Linked DNA regions of Oryctolagus cuniculus: region 2 is linked to region 1. Evidence: chromatin contacts called from public Micro-C data. All regions are on one chromosome and are shown on one strand. Each heading gives the region's core, a stretch centred on a gene start, on an enhancer-like site or on the middle of the called end of the contact. The rest is flanking DNA. Distances are from core to core; before and after follow the strand shown. Region 1 holds the start of PJA2 (praja ring finger ubiquitin ligase 2). Region 2 holds the start of MAN2A1 (mannosidase alpha class 2A member 1).

The links. A called contact is a pair of places that touch in the nucleus more often than the background predicts.
Region 2: a Micro-C map of ear pinna shows a contact between it and region 1, with 8 times the contacts expected there. The contact joins the promoter of MAN2A1 here to the promoter of PJA2 in region 1. A contact is called at or near these places in 3 of 6 Hi-C or Micro-C datasets (ear pinna, psoas muscle and an unstated tissue).

Annotation. Positions count from the first base shown.
Region 1 is chr14:32,044,910-32,050,760 of mOryCun1.1, reverse strand. It overlaps PJA2 (praja ring finger ubiquitin ligase 2), which reads left to right and starts at 4,503. Exons shown (of 10, transcript XM_002713961.5): 1 at 4,503-4,671.
Region 2 is chr14:32,360,617-32,366,879 of mOryCun1.1, reverse strand. MAN2A1 (mannosidase alpha class 2A member 1) reads right to left here and starts at 1,892. Exons shown (of 22, transcript XM_051853587.2): 1 at 848-1,892. The coding sequence starts at 982.

The DNA.
Region 1 (5,851 bases), core at 3,254-5,753:
GAAAATAGGAATTCCAAAGTTTGGGGCTGGAAAAGCAGAATTCCACTAGATCCTACACTATGAGCTAGGAAAGTAAGGAAGATTTTGATGAACAGTGGCCAATTAAGACTAATCTTTATGAAAAAAAATTCAGCCTGAAAGTGTGGCTTCTCTTTCTGAGCCTGTGGGTCTCAAGGCAGTCATTATTAAATGGAAAGAGAGTGAGCCCTGGAAGTGAAGCAGCAAAGAATTAAACCAGACTTGAGAATTAAATCCGGGAAAGAACTCTGAATATGGCTAATGACTCATAAAATAGCCTGGAAGAAAAAATATCACTTTATTAATATTTGGAAGGAACTGTATTGCTAAAGAAACATGCATGCATCTAGACTAAAAATGCATTTCCCTGTGAGACCTAAACCAACTCCCTGGTGAACTTCCAATTGCCACTGTTTACGGATGAACTTCTGTCTGACCGGCCCTCCCACTGCAGGCAACAGTAAAACTAGGAAAATGGACCAGGCAAATATTTGGAAGTACTGAAGAGCTGGCAGAGCAGTAGGACTTGAGAACCTACTATGATCCTCGAGAGAAGGGAAACACGTGCGGTGAGCTGCCACTCACCCTGGCTTCCCGCGGAGACAGGTTGTGCCTGTTGTAGTGCCAGGGGAAGCCTTCTAGGAAAAGGCATCCAGGAAGTCAAGGAGACAGAGGTCAAAGTGCAGCATTGCCAAAATGGTCAGAATCCCCAAGAAGAGAGGACTACAAAGAAGGAGTCTCAGAACCTGTATACAAATTCCTCTGAGCCCTATCTGACTCCTAAAGGATTCATACAAAACACAGCAAGCCTCCAAGAAACTTTGCGAGAAAAGAGGGTTTGGAACAGGGCAAGTTAAAATGCCCTAGAGCTTGCTATTCTTACGGAGATGCAGCCATTTTTCTTGAATAAATTTGCGCCCTGGATTGCTGCAAGACCCTGGCTCATTTTCAGAGTCCTGAAAAAGTTGATCCTGGCAATTTTGCCTGTGTTCTCTTTACTTTTATGGAAAGGAACATTTTCTGAGATCTGTTACCTCTCCTTTTTTGCTGACATCACTCTAAGGCAGTGATTAGAACACAAGTCCTTTTACTTCTTGACCAGTGCTCCTTTTATTTATATCCTGGTCATCAAACATTACATACATCAGAATTACTTGGAGGCCTTCTTAAAATATAGCTGGACTCTGCACCTGCAGTTTCTGATTCAGGTCTCAGGTGGAATCTGAGAATTTGCATTTTCAAAGATTTATTTATTTATTTGAAAGATAATTACAGGGAGAGAGGGAGGGAGGGAAGTAGGGAGAGAGAGCAATCTTCCATCTACTGATTCACTCCCCAAATGGTCACATTGGCTGGGGCTGGGCCAACCAATACCAGGAGCCAGCAACTCCATTCCAGCACGGGCCCAAGTACTTGGACCCCTTCTGCTGCTTCCCCAGGCATATCAGCAGGGAGCTGGATCAGAAGCAGAGCAGCCGGAACTTGAATTGGCGCCTGATATGGGATGTAGGTGGTGGTGGCTTAACTCTCTATACCATAATACAGCCCTGCCTGGGGATCATTCTGTAAGAATTGCTGCATTACACCATGTGGTTCCTTCAACCCATTGCTTTAGGGAGTAGCTCTAAACTCTGGGATGGATAACAAAAAATATATAAGCTAACAATACATATTACCCACATTTCTATATAATAATATATGAGCTAATATGTATTTAGTATGTCATTCTAGGTGTGCTATGCATAGTATTGATTAGGTTACTTAATACCCCCCCAACAACCAATAAGTATGTATGATTACTTTCCCACATGAAAATTGGAAATCAAAGCCAGAAAGGAATGGAGCTTGCACAGAAGCACATAGTAATACAAGCAGGAGCTAGTATAAGAATATGCTCTTTGATTTGTACATGTTTTAAACCTGCACACCAGTGTTTCTCAAAGAATAACATAGCTCATTTATGATGTCTTTGGATGACTGTAGCTGGGACACAGAGGTAAATTAAAAACTGTGACTCATATAGTGAGAAAGTAATTGCTATTTTTGGCTCTATTTTTTCTAGCCTTTGATTACATCGTGATAAAAAGTGTCATTTGAGTGCTGTGTCTCTAATATGTGTATAATGCTTGGTAACCTCCCCGCTCAACAGAGAGTGGATTTGAGGCTCAGAGCCTTAGTGGACAGTACTTTCTAGCTAGTATTAAAAAGACTGTTTTATGTTCACTTTTCTTAGTGACTTTCAGTGCAGGACAGGTGATGCTAATTTCAGTTCTTTAGCAGTTTCATAAAGAAAATGAAGGAGAGCCATTGTTGTGATGGAGCAGGTGAAGCTTGCAACATGGGCATCCCAGATCAGAGTGCTGGTTTTGTTAGCAGGAGATGGGTGGGGTAGAAATTCAGACGGGGGACAGAGAGCAGTGGTACGCAAGGAAGCAAGGTTTAATGGGGTAGGGCATCCATCAAAATAGATGGGACAGAACCCGAGAGAGTGCCCAGTCATTTAGACTGGGGAAAGCAAGGCCACATGGCTCAATGGAGAGCACACACCTGGCAGGCCAGGTGGGCAGCACAGCAGAGCTGAGAGAGGGAGGGAGTGCAGTCAGTGTTGACTGGGGCTCGTTAGGGAAAGGGGTCCAGTCCTTCTTGCAGTTCTCCTTCCTCTCCCCTTCCTCCTCCAGGACAAAGGGTTTGGTGAGGGTGAATCAGGTGAGATTCCTCCCAAGGTTTCACTATGCTACCCCAGGTTTCCCAGGGCTCTCAGTCTGGGAAGCCCACCTGTCTGGGGACAGAGGCGCCTCCCCTAGGGTGTCTGCCTTGGAGGAAGGATGTAAAAGTTTTATTGCTCCACGTTATCAGGCCAGGTAAGCCATTTGGTGCTGAAGCCAGAGGATTCTCCTGGGCAGCTTTCCTTGGGCGGGGGAGGGCGGGGGGGATGCTGAGACCACCCGGAAAGTGATCAGGGTCAGGACAGGACTTTGTAGTGTTAGATACAGGGCTGCTTCCAAGGGGAGCTTCTGCAGATGCGTTGTTTTCCTACAGCCCCTCTCACACACACAGAAGCTAATTTCTGACTTCCCACCTATCACTGTGAGCCTCAGCTGCTGCGCTTCTCATCCAGTTCCCTGCTAACGCTCCTGGGAAGGAGGCGGTGGATGGAGCTCCTGGCTCCTGGCTTCCCTCTGACCCAGACCTGGCTGTGAAGGGCGTTTGCAGAGTAAACCAAGCAAATGGAAGCTCACTCTCTCTTCCCCCTCTCTCTGTAGCTCAGCCTTTCACATAAATAAAACAAGCAAACTTTTCTTTAAAAATACATTTATTTAAAGAAAATAATAAATAAAAGTGGAAATCTCAGAAACCCCGCCCACCCAAGGAAACTAGTGTTTTCAAGCAATCCAAGATCCCACCGGGAAATTAGGAAATACAATGACAACATGAATTCTTTCTCAAGTTGTGAAGGAGCTGGGTAGAAAAAGACTCCAAGCTCACAGAGCAGCACGTGCGAAGGCAGAGTTAAGTACCAAGTGGGGAACGGGTTCTTGCAAAGATACTCACAGGTACTCCAACGGCTGCGCTGGGAATCAGACTTGCTGCCACAAAACACGCAGCAAGTTCCCACAAAACCAACTTTCTACAGTAAATTACGGATGATTTGTTTCCATCAACAAACTAGCGTCAGGTCCCTAACAGGGGCTGTCACAGGGCTGGAGGCGCGGGGCGTAGGGAAGCGATCGACCCATCCCGAGCGCCGCGGCCAGGGGCAGGGGGAGCGGACGCGCAGGTGCGTTTCAGGGCGGCGACGCGTGGCCGAGTGCGGGACGAAGCGGCGCTCGGCATCGCGGGCGTAGCCAGTTACCCAGGTCTAAGCGAAGCCAGGCGTCCGGGGACTACCGCGGGCACTGCGGCCACGGCTTAGCAGGGACCAGGCGGGTCTCCCCCAGCAGGGGCAGGGCCTGAACTTCCGCCAGGTTCCCAGTCGAATCAGGACCGACCCGACGGCTCCATCTTGGCGGCCGCTCCCGGAATTCGTGATAAAGTCCTCACTGCGCCAGCCCTGCCCTCCACACCCCCCTGAGCTTTCCCGGAGACCCGCCCTCTCCCAGCCCGCACCACAAAAGGCTGTGCCGCTTCAGCACCGCCCCCTGCCCAAACGTCGCAGTGCTGCGGGGCAAGGAGGCGGAGTCGGGCGCCGTCTTCCCGCTCCTCGACCAATCGGCGAGGGCCCCCCCCCCACGAAAAACAAGACGCTGAAGACAGTGCGAGTATTTTTCCCTTTTTCTGCCACGTCCCAACCATTGACGCGAGCCCACTCCTCAGGCTCCCATTGGGCGTGCGCGTTCAGCCCCCGGCAGAGGCTCCTGATTCCTATTGGCCGGCTAGAGCTCGGGGGCGGGGTCCGCGCGCCGTGCTCCGCCTCCTCCTCCTCCCCACCGTGTCCGCCGCCGCGCAAGGGGCGGGACGCGCCGCCGCCACCTCTGCTTCCGCCGCCGCCGCTACCGCCGCCGCGCCGCCGCCGCCGCCGCCGCCGCCGTGCCGCCGCCGCAGCCGCCTGCTGCTGCGCGTTCGGCGGGGGAGGAGTCGGAGGCGGAGAAGAAGGCGGTGGTGGCGGGTGGAGGATCGAGCGCTGTTCTCGCTCCGGAGCCGCTGCACATTTCGGTGAGGGGCTTTTTTTTTTTTCTCCTCTCCTCTTTTTTTTTTTTTTTTTTTTTTTCTTTTTAAAATCGGGCTTGTTCGGATGTCAGCAGTGTGGGGGTCGGGGCGAGGAAATGGCTGCCTTCATCTGCCGTTCTTGCCTCTCTGGAGCAGGAGCGGGGCCTGTCCCCGGCCCGCAGCGCCGGCCATGGTGGGTGGGGTTGATGGCTGGGAAGAGGCCTTCCTCGCCTCCTGGGCCCTGTCCGCGCCGGGCCGGGGGCCCCGCGGACGCCGCGTCCCCGACGGATGGCAGCCCTCGGCGTGGTGGTGGTGGTGGTGGTGGTGGTGGTGGTGGGGTCTCCGCCGGCCGCTCTTCCTCGGGCCTCGTCTGCTGTCCTTGGTGCCCCGGCCAAGGACCCCGCCGCCCTTGTCCCCACGCTCGCGGCCGGGCGAGTGCGCCGCCCGCCAACGCCTCCCACCCGCCTGCGGTGCCCACCGGGCGAGCCGGGCCCCTGACGCCGCAGGCCTGCGGCCCCCTCCCCCCGAAACCTGCCGTGGCCGTTGCCGGCCGGCTGCGTGTGCGTGCTTCCCGACGGTCACGGAGGCCCCGGGCGCAGACACGCCGTGGGCAGCGTAGCCGTCGGGGTCCCCCGGTCCCGGGAGCCCCTTGCCTGGGCGCCGCTGCCCGGGAGCGCGCCTCCGGCGGGCCGCCGCACCGCCGGTGCTGGCCTCCCCGGGACGACTGCTAGTTAATCATTTTGCGCACTTCCAAAATGGTGAGTTTAAAGCCGCTCAGACCCAGTCGAAGAGAGGGGGAGGCGGTCCGATAGTGTTTTTGCAGGGTGCAAGAATAATCGGGGAGGTTTCCCTGGCTTAGACGTAACAGAAAAATTACATCTGCATAGGCACTGCTCTGAGTCCGCTGGTTCTGCGAAGTTGACGTTTTTCTTAAAAAAAAAAAAAAAAAAAGGTTCACTCCATTCTGTTATTTTTATCATGAAATGTTTGGTCCCGCTTCTTTAAAATGGCAGTCACCTTTGCTAAAGGCTGCAGATCAGCTGAAGAGTATGTAAATAAAAGCTAAGATAACAGAAATAAAGGTCTCAACTTTTTTTCGACTTTTGTCGTTTGTCTGGAATTGGTTTTCAATTGTGAAATAACCACTTCATTTCTGTTGTTAATTACAGATGTGCAAGCTTGGTGT
Region 2 (6,263 bases), core at 643-3,142, 320 kb before region 1:
CAAAAGCCATTTATCTTAGCATACCAGACAGAAGCAACGGCAAAAACAAAATTCCAACAGCGACATCCTAGGTTTCTCCACGCCGCCGAAGTCGTGGAGGCGATGAGGCTAGGTTCTGCGGGTTCATTCGTTACAGCACGCTCGGCACAACACCTCCTTTCACTAACAATTCCGAAGCGTACAGGTCATTGGCAAGCAAAGAGAAAGGGGACCCTCCAAAGAGAACCGCGTCCGTCATGCTTATTTTTAGTCACTTTAAATAAGACTTCGGGCGGGTCGTTTTCTCCGCGCGTCGGCCGATCTGACCAGCGGGCGCAGGGCCGAGCGCCCCACAGCTTCTGGCCCGAGTATGACACGCGCTTACCCGCTCGGCTCCCCACGTCTGCTCCGAACGAACCCGATGCAACAGCTCCCCATCCACAATGAAGACACTGAAGTCAGCCGCACAGAACCACATGGAAGAGAGCCGCGGCACGAAATAAACTTTTTTTTTTTTTCTGTCGTAGGAGACCGTGGAGACGGCAAAAAAAAAAAAAAAAAAAAAAAAAAGCCGCCTAGTCCGGGTCCGTTCGATCCGTCTCCACCATGAGACGCGCGCGACTGAACTCCGGGCAGACCACGGGCCACGTACTAGAGACCACCCGCGCCCCTCCGGCAGGTGCCAGCGGCCACCTCGCCCGGCCCGGGCGCGTGTGCGCGATCACGGCCACTTCTCCCGCGCGCGACACTTTTTGTTAACTAGGCGCGCCCGGGAAGCGGAGGTCCCCGGATCGCCGTCACCGCAGGGCGAGCGCCGCGGACCCCCGACCCTTCCCGACCCGGGGATCGGCCCGGCCCCCGCGCTTACCTGGGGAAAGGAGCCCTCGCGCCGCGGGCTTCTGGGGTAGTCTAAGTGACCCCGGTCCAGCATCAGGTAGAGCGAGAAGATCACCACGCAGAAGATCGCGCTGCCGAACACGGTGAACTGGCGGCTTAACTTCATTTTCCTCACTAGAACCCAGGCCACGCTATCGTCTTCACCCGGAGGCGGCCACCGGAGGCTCCCTCGCGGGTGCGGGTCCGGGCCCCACTCCGCACCCCGTCCCCGGCGCCACGGCGCGCCCTCAGCCTTGGCCCCGGCCCGCCGCCCTCCTGGGGCCGGGCGTCGCTCTCCGGACGGGACTCGCCCTTAGTCGGGAAGGGGCCGGCGCAAACTTGATCCGAGCTCGGCGCCAACAGCCGGCAGGGCGCGCGGGGCGCGCGGAGGAGAGGTCGCTGCCCCCGACTTCCTGTCACCGCCACCCCCCGACGGAGTCGGCAGGAAAAGTTTTCTCGACGAGGGCAGGCGCGTCCCCCCCACCCAGAGCAGGCACCGAGCGAGCGGCCCCGGGCCCGCGGAACGGAGCTGGGTGCGAGGAGCCGAGCGGAGAGGAACTGGATGGGGAGGAGCCCGGCCCCACAACTTAGCGCCGGGACAGCCGGGTCCGCCCCCGCGGCACCGCCCCCGCCGCTCGTGGCCGAGCCTCTTCCTGCCGCCTCCGCCGCTGCCGCTGCCGCCGCCGGGCCGGCGTCCACCCCGGGCGCACGGATCCGGCAGGAGTTCCCTAGGAGCGCGAACGCGCGCCGGCCTCGGGCGCCCCCCGCCGCCCCTACCTTCCCGCGCCGCCTCAGGGAGGGCGCCGGGGGCGGGCGGCGGCGGCGGCGGCGGCAGCGGCGCCGGGCGGGAGGAAAAGGAGAGCCCTGAGGCGAGGACCGTCCCCGGAGAGGAGCCCGCTCCAGCTCCAGCTGCAGCTGCGAGCCCCTCCCTCCTTCCCGCCCCGCGAGCGCGGAGATGGCGGCTGCAGCTGCAAAGAGAAGCGCCGCTTCTCCGGCGCCACCCGGCACCTCAGCAGCGCCCGCCACTAGCCGGAGACGGCGGCGGCGGCGCGGCGGCCGCTGGGTCAACGGGCGCCCGCAGCCCCCGAGCGAGCGGCGGCCGGCCCCGCCCTCCCGACGCGCCGGGATGAGGGGGCGGGCCCCCCAGCGCCCAATCAGGGCGCGCCGCCCGCCGGGCCCGCCCCGCGTCCGCCCGCCCTCGGCCCGGCGGCAGGAAGACCTCGGCGGCGGCTGAGCAGTTGAGGCCGGCGGCGCGCGTTGCGGCGAGGTTGCTTCCCCGTGCCGAGGCGCGCGTCTGCTGTCCCGGAGCACCCGGGTAGAGCGCGCCTCGGAAGACGCGGGCTGCGAATTCTGTCCGGATTCCTCTTTTCCTCCCTTGCCTTTTGTGACGTCCCGGTGAAACCTGGGGGAGAGGAGCCTCCCACAGGCCGCTCCCGGCGGGTGTAGACAGAGGAGGGGAATCTGAGAAGTGATGCCTGGGCCGAGGGTCGATGGCGTCGCCCCTCGGCTCCAGAGTCACCCTTAGTTGCTGCGCTGTGGCAATGGATCTGGGCCTCTAGCATAGGTTTTCCTTCCTTCCTGGGATGGCGGCGGGGTCGGTAGAGGGCGCTGATGAGACGCGGCGGGAAGCAGGAGCGCGCGGCGCCCTCGGCCTGCTCGGGTGCAGAGCCCCGCAGCGCGGGCGTCCGTCGCCGCCGCCTCCCGCAGGGAGCGGTGCGGGCGGGGGGCGGGGGGCCGGGGGGAAGAAGCGCGGGACGCTGCCCTCAGAACAGCTTGCCTGCACCCTGGAAGGGACTCGGGGCGTTTTCGAGGGCAGATTCTCAACTAGGCTGTGCAGGGACTTCTCTGCCATTCAGTGAGGAAAACTACATGATATTTTCCAGTAAGATCTAGATGTTGGGGGACGCGGCGGCATGGAGTGTGGAGACCTTTTAGGCACCGTCCTGTCCCAAGGATCAGTTTTCAGGTTAGCTCCTTGGAGCTGCTGGGTCTGTACTCGCTAGAATTCTCATAGTGCTACTGAATCTCTCCTTGCTGTAATCGCCGATTAATTCCTTTTATTAAACCTTCCGGGTTCGGGGAGTAATCCCGAGAGAAATACCCCACAGAGGTGGGGTTTGGGGATCGGTTTGGTGGAGACTTTGACCTGGAGCTCCTGGCCAGAGGAAGTGGAATGTTAGCAATCCACAGCATGCAGGACCTACCTGGCAACCGCCTGTGGCTGGTCTGGATGGAGTGCCTTCTGAATGAAGCAATGCCCCGGCGGTGCAGGTGCCCGCTGCACTTGACCCCTAGGGCTGTAAAGTTGCCCAGAAGGGCCAGGGTGTGGGAAGGAGTCTTTTGAGTGCCTATAAGGTGCAGTTCTGCTAACCCGCAGGCGCCCTCTATTGCTATGATATGTAGGGTCAAGTTTCAGTGTGCTCCCGGGAGATAGATGTACACTATGAAGGGAGATGACTTTGCTTACACACCACAACTGGGAGCCAGCCATGTATAAGGATGGATGCTAAGGGTGTTAGACCCTGGAAGGTGGAATATGGCACTAGACTGAGCCAGGTCCAGGGTTACGGGGTTAATTGTATATGATAGCTCACATAGCTGTAGCTGGCTCTAACAGCCTACTTGGTGTCTTGGTAGGAACTCTGTCTCAGTGTTGCCCTACAGTTTGCAAGACTGAAATACCAAGGCCTCCTCAACATGATGTAGAACAGGGATCCAACGGTTTAGGGAAGTGAAAATGTTATACTGGACTTTGCATAAGCAACTTGCAGATCCAACCCCCACCGTGTTCTATGCAGACGCCCCCCCAAGACACTCTCTTCGGTGAAGTTTGAGATACACACTAGTAGGGAACACCTGCATCTGTGAGTTCCTCTGTGGATGTCCTCGCAGTGGAAGATGCTGAGATGGACAGGGGCTCCCTAATTTCTGTAATGATGATAGGATCCCGCAGAGCAGAGGCCAGGCAGCCCTTAACATCCAAGGACGAGGTAGACATATCTGCCAAAAGTAGCAACCTTGGCCAACTGAGATGCCCTGGACACAAAAGACAGAGGAATCCCAAGTAGAATTTTGCTTGATAGCAAGCTGTAGTTCAGGAAGCCAAATTCTGATTTGAGCAAAAAGTCTCTCAGTGGAGACACATCCAGAATACTTCTGTTGAAGGGGGATCTGTATGCCATGAGCCTTGCACCATTGTCCCTGTACTTATGATAAAGCCCTCCAAGTGTCCCCCAAGAAGTTGACCATTTACTGGAGTGAGTGTACATTGGCAAAAAGGATGTATGTGTATCTTTTGCATTTTATTAGACACTGGCTGAATTCCTGCAACAGAAAATACCATTACCCACCAACCACAGCTGAAGTGTTTCCCTGGTCAAGCGAAGTGCATGACCAGTTTGGTCAACTGGTTCACAACCATCTGTGTGATGACTTTCCCCATGTGTGAATGTGTAATTGGAATAGAAATATTTAGCAACTGACAGGGTCCCCAATTTGGCTTGCTTACCTAGAGAATGAAGCCATTGCAGTGGGAAAAATTATATGGAAGCTCATTTTTGCTTTCTTCCAAAGTAGTGAACCAGAAGCAACACTACATTGCTAAGATGGCTTGCAGGGATTAATGTCACCATGGAAGGCTTTCAAGGAGCAGGGGTGGTGACATTTACATTCTCATTTAGCTCATCAGTTCGGACAATCCCAGATGGACCTAGGAGAATAGCTGTGGACTATTATAAACCTAATCAGGTGTTGATTTCATTCACAGCTGCTGTCTCAAATGTAGTATTTTTGCTGGAACAAATCAACAGAGCACCTGGCATTTGGTATACAGTATTGGCTTGGCAAATGCTGTTTTTTTCTATATTTTTAAAAAACCACCAGAAGCAGTTGGCTTTTACCTGGCAGGACCAACAGGATACCTTCCCAATGTTGCCTGCAGGGTACAAAAATCCATAATACAATGACACTGGTTGTCTTAACACATCAAGAAAACACCACATTGGTACACTACATTGACAACGTCTTGTTGATTGGATCTTATGAGCAGGAAGTAGCAAGCATTTGAGATGTCTCAGTAATACATATTTGAGCTAGAGAGGATATAGTGATTATGAGTACATGTGACAACTCTAAAATGGTCACCTCAGGAAGGAGGGTACATTCTGTCATGATACATGCTATACAAGGAGGAAACTACTGAACCTTTGAGTTATGAGTCCAAACGGGTGTGTGGAGTAAAAATGCTGAGGACTGAAACCAAAGGTGAAATGACTGCTACCTGACTTGATTATACAAATTATGTGGCCATGTTAGGAAAGTGTTTTCTACTTGAAATTAGTATATTTAAGGCCCAAACCCCCAATATCTCAGATTATAATAGTATTTGGAAGCTAGGTCTTTTAAAGGCCATTAAGTAAGGGATCAGCATTGTGATGTAGTGGGTTAAACCACCACTTATAACATCTGCCTCCCATATCAGATTGTTGGTACCAGTCCCAGCTGCTCCATTTCCAATCCAGCTCCCTGGTAATGCACCTGGGAAGGCAGTGGAAGATGTCTCAAGTGCTTGGACTCCTACCACCCACGTCGGAGACCAGAATGGAGTTCCTGGCTCCTGGTTCTTCCAGTTGTGGCCTTTTGGAGAAAGAAACCAATACATGAAAGATCTCTCCGTCTCTGCCTAACTCTGCCTCTCTCTCTCTCTCTGTCACTCTGCCTTGCAAATAAGTAAATAGTTTTTAAACAATTAAAAAGGGTATCAAGTAAAAATGAGACCATTTTGGTGGGACTCTAATCAAAAGTAATTGGTGTTCTTATAAAAAGAGACTCTGTGGGGCCAGTATTGTGGCTTAGTGGGTTAGGCTGCTGTGTGCAGGGTGCCAGTTCAGGTCCTAGCTGCTCTACTTCTAATCCAGCTCCCTGCTAATGGCCTGGGAAAGCAACAGAAGATGGCCCAAGTGCTTGGGACCCATATGGGAGAATAAAGAAGCTCCTGGCTTAGGCCTGGCCCAGCCCTGGCTGTTGGGGTCATTTGGGGAATGAACCAGTGGATAGAAGATCTCTCTCTCTCTGTCTCTATCTCCCTCTTTCTCTCACTAAAACTCTGCCTTTCAAATAAACAAAGTAAATATTTTTAAAAAGAGAGAGAGACTGCGGTGGTCTGCAAGCCAAGGAGATTTGCCACAGGAGAAACTAAATCTGCCGACACCTCAATCTTGGACATCCCACCTCTAGACTGAGAAAACAAATTCTTGGTGTTTAAGCCACCCAGTTGGCCCATGGAGAACGAAAACAGAGAAAAAAACGAATATGTATATCTCTCTCCTGGAACAGGCACATTCTTTTCCTGTCCTTGGACATCAGAACTCCAGGCTTGGGGCCAGCATTGTGGCACAGCAACCCTGACA